Linked DNA regions of Sus scrofa: region 2 is linked to region 1. The links are chromatin contacts, called in public promoter capture Hi-C maps. All regions are on one chromosome and are shown on one strand. The core of a region is the stretch at or near the end of the contact, and the rest is flanking DNA. Distances in the headings are between cores, read along the strand shown.

The links. Promoter capture Hi-C pulls out the DNA fragments that hold promoters and counts their contacts.
Region 2: a contact with region 1 is called in a promoter capture Hi-C map of fetal liver, with 4 times the contacts expected there. The contact joins the promoter of DHRS11 here to the promoter of PPM1D in region 1. A contact is called at or near these places in 1 of 5 promoter capture datasets (fetal liver), 1 of 47 Hi-C or Micro-C datasets (liver) and 1 of 2 datasets of contacts at active chromatin or transcription factors (alveolar macrophages).

Annotation. Positions count from the first base shown.
Region 1 is chr12:37,534,666-37,537,483 of Sscrofa11.1, forward strand. It overlaps PPM1D (protein phosphatase 1D), which reads right to left and starts at 1,494. Exons shown (of 6, transcript XM_005669013.3): 1 at 802-1,494. The coding sequence starts at 1,273.
Region 2 is chr12:38,112,459-38,115,279 of Sscrofa11.1, forward strand. DHRS11 (dehydrogenase/reductase 11) reads left to right here and starts at 1,559. Exons shown (of 7, transcript NM_001244532.1): 1 at 1,559-1,824. The coding sequence starts at 1,693.

The DNA of each region.
Region 1 (2,818 bases), core at 244-2,743:
GAGCAGCTACAATTTAGCTACAAAGAACTTTTAACTAGGAACTGCTGAGAACTATCTGACAGCAATTAGCTAATAGCAACTTCAGCAAAAAAAAAAAAAAAGTGCACTTTAAAAAAGCCCTAGCTGAATTTAACACGTATTCTTAACGTAGGATCAATTTAGGCGGTAAGAATGCATTCGGCGCTGGTTTTCATGAGCAGTACAAGCATAAAGATCCTAGAAACACTTGATGACCACCACACACACGAAATTCCTTCCAAGCCTTTAGGTCGCCGGATAACTTGTTAGCCTAACAGTTTACTCTAACTACCAGCCACCAGGGGTCAATTTTGGAGGACTGACACCGCCCGTAGGAGACAACCGAGTCTTTCAAAAGCAAAATTGTGACAAATTCGAAGGAAACGCTCTAATTTTTGCCATCTCCCGCTTCCTTTGCGTGTTTCAGGCAGCACCGTGTCTTCAATGAATCTTTTGGCCAAATCTGGCGCCAGGTTTCAAACATGTTTTCGCTGGCCGCCACCAAAGTGAAATCGCGAAGGGAGAGGACCGCTCCCCCACTGATCCTTGGCGGGGATGGGGGGTGTAAATAAAACGTGGAGCGTTTGCACAGAGACAGTAATCCTGTCCTGCCCAAAGCTACTTTGTTTGCCCGGACCTCCACCTAGAAGAGTCTTCACTCCCACCGATGGACACTGAGAGCGCTCTCGTTGTGGGGACCTGCAGTGCTGCAGCTACGGCCCCCAACCTGGCGCTACAGTCTCCTGAAAAAGAGGCGGGCGCCAAATAAGCCGGGGAACTTACCCAATTTCTTCCACATGGCGAGGTGACAAGCAAGGAAGCCCTTGCGGATGGCAGCGCACACCTTCGCCGGCTCGGACGAGGTGAAGCCCTTCTGTTTTTTGATGAAACCCCACAAGTGCTCCCGGGCAAACTGTGCCGCCTCCCGCCCGCCGTGCCCGTCGCACACGGCGAAAAAGGCCACCGAGGAACGGCGGCGGCAGCAGCGGCCGGGAGCTGGCGAGGCCCCGGCGTCCGGCGGAGCGTCGCGAGCTTCTCGGGCTGCCACCGCTGGGCCTTTCCCCGAGACTTCGCCTCCAGGAAGGGCCGGCGGTGTCCGCTGCGGGGGCGACGGCTGAGAAAGCGACCGCCGCGGCGAGGGCTTTTCTTCAGTTGTCGGCTCGGGCTCCACCACGATCTGAGTAACGTCCTCCATGTACTTCCTCCCGCCCTGGTCGGAGAAGACGCTCACTCCCAGTGAGTACAGCCCCGCCATGGCCGGCTGGCCGAGATCCCGCCGGTCCCACGCAGCCCGCCGAGCGGCGGGAGACACTCGGCGCTAGCCGGCCAACTATTGTTTATCTTCGACGACGCCGAGAAGGGGGAGGGGGCGGTCCCGGAGGTGGGGGGGCGCGATGTCGGGACTTGTCCGCGAGAGCTGGGCCGGAGCGCCCGGGCAAGCGGAGCCTAGCAGCTGCGCCTGCGCAATGCGCCTCCCCCGCCTGCCCGCGCCCACCACACAAATCGGACGTTCTCCCCGGCTGACGTCACTCGGCTCTCTGGGGCCGACCAATCCGGAGTCGAGTTGGGGGCGAACACGCCCTCCGCCCCTCCCTTCTCCCTACAACGGCCGCACTCCCTCCTCCCTGCGCGGGCGCGAAGCCAGCGCGCTACCCGGCTGGCTTTCGCTTTGCAGTGGGCGGTTTCGTCCTCCGGCTTTTCGGCGGGTGCTAAACGCTTATCTAGCGCCTTCTCTGTCACCTTTTTGCTCCGTCCCCGCGGTCGAATTGCAGCCTGCTGCCCAGGGCGTTGCGTTGCTTGCCTGGTGGGAAAAGCCGTGTAGGCTCGGGCCTCGCACGAGTGTGAAGAATCTAGAGAGAAAAACCTTCCATTTCTTGAAGTGGCGGGAAACCTCAGTTTGGAAGGTGGTTTGTGAATAGGCTGGGAAAAGCGTGGCACTGTCGAACTGGACTTGGGTGGGATGGATCCGACTGGGAGTTGTGAAAGGAAATCCACTTTGTGTTAAGAAAACACGGGAAATTTCCACCATTGGCTGCACGGTCTCGTTTCACATAAACTAGGTATGTCGGACACTTAAACGGCTTATGTTTTAAGTTCTTTTCAGCTTTTGCTAAAAGTAGTACTTTCCCCGATGAGCCCTGGATGCAGCATTTTAGTCCTTCGGCGGAATCACTTGAACAGACCACTTGAAAATAGGTTACAAAAACTGCCCAGCGCTCGAGTGCTCCAAGACCTTGGTTATCGTCTCTCCTCTTCTCCCATGGGTTGCAATCTAAGCCCTAAAACCTTTGCCCGGATTTCGACGGCATTAAAATAAGCCTCAGAGTTGGCAGGTCAGTTTGTTATCAACAGCAAATGTTCCTGTGAGTCAAATTAAAGTTCACTTTTTCAGTTTTCGGCCACTTCACCATCACCTCTCCTGTGTGCCCCTTCCTGTACAGCCTTAGAAATTTCCAAATGAAATGCTCCTGGTACTGAACTGGGAATAGGGAAAAAAACTGCTCTCTCTCTTTTTTTTTTTTTTTGTCTTTTTGCTATTTCTTGGGCCGCTCCCACGGCATATGGAGGTTCCCAGGCTAGGGGTCTAATCGGAGCCGTAGCCACCAGCCTACGCCAGAGCCACAGCAACGCAGGATCTGAGCCGCGTCTACAACCTACACCACAGCTCACGCAAGGCCAGATCGTTAACCCAATGAGCAAGGGCAGGGACCGAACCTGCAACCTCATGGTTCCTAGTCAGATTCGTTAACCACTGCGCCAGGAGGGGAACTCCATGCTCATTTTTTTGACATCTGGCACA
Region 2 (2,821 bases), core at 309-2,808, 580 kb after region 1:
AGAAGCTTAGTGAGATTTAATTTTTGTAGTCAGTGGCATTTTTTTGGATCCACCTCCTGAGTTGTCTGTTCAAATCAAAATGTATAGGGATTGAGGCAGAGATAAAATGAGTCATTTCTTTCTGACCCTTGTTTGCTTCCATCCTGAAATCCATAGAAAATGAGCAAGGGTCTCCCACCACCCTTGGCTCTGAGCCCGATCCCCTCTCCACGTTCTGTTGCAGTTAGAGATCCCTAAATTAAGCAAGGGTTGGTTTTGTTTTGCTTCGGTCTTTGTGCTTACAACCAAACACAGGAGTGCTTGTTGAATGAATAAACCAGCCACGATGACTGCTTATTCAGCAGAGAAGTTTTCTCTTTGGAAGGATGGCTATATGAAGAATGCAGAAGTGAGGCAGTTTTCAGTGCTTTGATGGAATATCCTTAGCGGTTCTACTTTGAACAGAACCAACAACTTAAGAGACAAAAGGGAAAACTGAGTAAAGGCAGTTTAGAAGCACACCCCCTGGCCTGATACTGGTCTGGTTGCTGTCCAAGCTAGGTTTCAACTCTGACTCGGTAGTTATTTTGCAAAATGAAGAGGTTAATAGGTACTATCTCATGTGGTTTTGTGCATATTAATATATTTAAAGTGCTTAAAAGTGCCTGTCACACGGTAAGCTCTGAATAAATGTTAGCTATCGCTTTAATCTTTGCTACACTTGGAGATGTATTTGCTCCACTGGGAGTGGGAGGGCTTAGGGAAGTTGGAGACTGGGCTCTTAGGGATACAGTTCCCTCAGTACATGTGTACTTGGGGGTGTTTCCTTTTTTTTTTTTTAATTTTATTATTTTTTAGTTATCTCCCCAATATAATTTTTTTTTCTACTGTACAGCATGGTGACCCAGTTACACATACATGTATACATTCTATTTTCGCACATTATCATACTCCCTCATAAGTGACTGGACATAGTTCCCAGTGCTACACAGCAGGATCTCATTGCTAATCCATTGTGTTTGCATTTTTCAGCAAGTTTTCCTTGTTTAGTAAGGGCCGAGGGATCAGATAGGGTTGGAAGTCTCTCCCAAGGTCACTCAGCGTTGATAGGTGAGATACAGCCTTTTCTGGGCTAAATCCTTCCTATTAGCCACCGGCTGGTTTAGGTGGGTGTTGGAGTCATTTTATTTGCCCTTAATTTCTCTTCTTGGTTTTAGAGGTCAGGAACTGGGAAAACAGAGCAGGAAGCAAGAGTACGTGCGTTCTAGGGCCTGGTGCAATCCTCGGTAAACCTCATCACCCTACCGCAAAGGGTGAGAGAGGTCACCAGACTAGCCGGACTGCAAATTTCCACGCCCCTCAGGCCAGGCCCCGCCCCGCCTGCGGGAAGCGGTTTCCTGGAAGGGGCGGGGCAGGAAGGGGCGGGGCTGCGCCCGCGCGGCTGGTTCAGGGGTGGGGCGGCCAGGCGGCGGTCGTTCTACGGGCGGGATGTGGCCGATTGCCGAGGGTCGGAGGGTGGAGCCGGGGGCGGAGGCCAGTGGGAGTGGCAGCAGCTCCCGGCGGAGCTACGACGGGACCAGGCTGGCGGCGGGTTCCGCGTTGGTGACCAGAGAGCGGCCGGGCCCCAGTGACGTGGGGCGGAGCTCCGCGATCCAAGTGCCCAGCTCCCCGAGCGAGGTGGGAGGGCGGCTCGGGACCCTGACCTGGGCTGGCATGGAGCGGTGGCGTGGCCGACTGGCACTGGTGACAGGAGCCTCGGGGGGCATCGGCGCGGCCGTGGCCCGGGCCCTGGTCCAGCACGGACTGAAGGTGGTGGGTTGTGCCCGCACCGTGGGCAACATCGAGGTAAGCCCCAGATGGGGAGCGAGTCGCCCTCTGGGCCCAGCGTCTTTTCCGCTGGGCCAGGGTCCAGGTCGGGGGTGGGGAGTGGCCGGAGCTAGACTGTCATGCTGCCTTCACTTGCCGGCCACCTCAGGGCCACTTGCAGCGGGCTCAGAAGCTGGCGAAATGGATGATGCCTAATAGGGGAGGCTTTTTGGATCTCTCGCGGCAGGACTCCATCTTCGCTTTTTAAAGTCCCCTCTTTTAAGGAACCTTTTCTCCTGACAGCCTCTACTCGGTATAACAAATCTCTGACTCCCTGCCATCTTTTTCCTTCTCCTCTACCTGCCTGCGGAGGTTGGCTGAAGAAAGAAACCAGAGGTCAGAGGCTAGCTAGGCAGCCAGGGAGAAGCAAAGAAAGCTTTCTGGCCTTAGTGGCTAAGTTGGCTCCTGGATTGCTTCCTCTGCGCTTCAGATCTAGTCCACAAAGCCAAGCCAGGTGGCTAGCCAGCCAGATGAGCAGAAGTTAGAGGTTTTTTTGATCTTATTCATTTTTCACCTAGGACTGAGGAAGGAGTGGAGCTTTTCTGAAGAGGCTCAGCCCCCTGCCCCTTCCCCCCCTCCCCCAAATGTGAAGGTTAACCCCTACCCAATGCACATTAGGAATGAATGGGATATCCTTAGGTAGACCCTTCTTCAATTTCACTGTCCTAGATAGGACTGAATAGGTGAAATAGGGCACTGAACATGTGAGTTCAGAGGGGATAAAGCAATGTGGAACTGAAACTTGTGGTTTTCCTCTTAACACGGGTTGGGAGCCCCAAGAGTTGTGAGCAATAAGAGTTCAGACCAAAATGAAACAAAGCAGAGAAGAAGAAGGCGAGAAATCTCCATCGGAGGATCACTTTGGATTTGCCCTTGGCAAGACCTCCTCTCAGGGTGTGGGCTGGGGCTTAGCTTCATCGCCACCTTTGCTCAAAGTCCCTGGGCAGGGAGAGGCCTGGGTGGGGGGAGAGTGGGA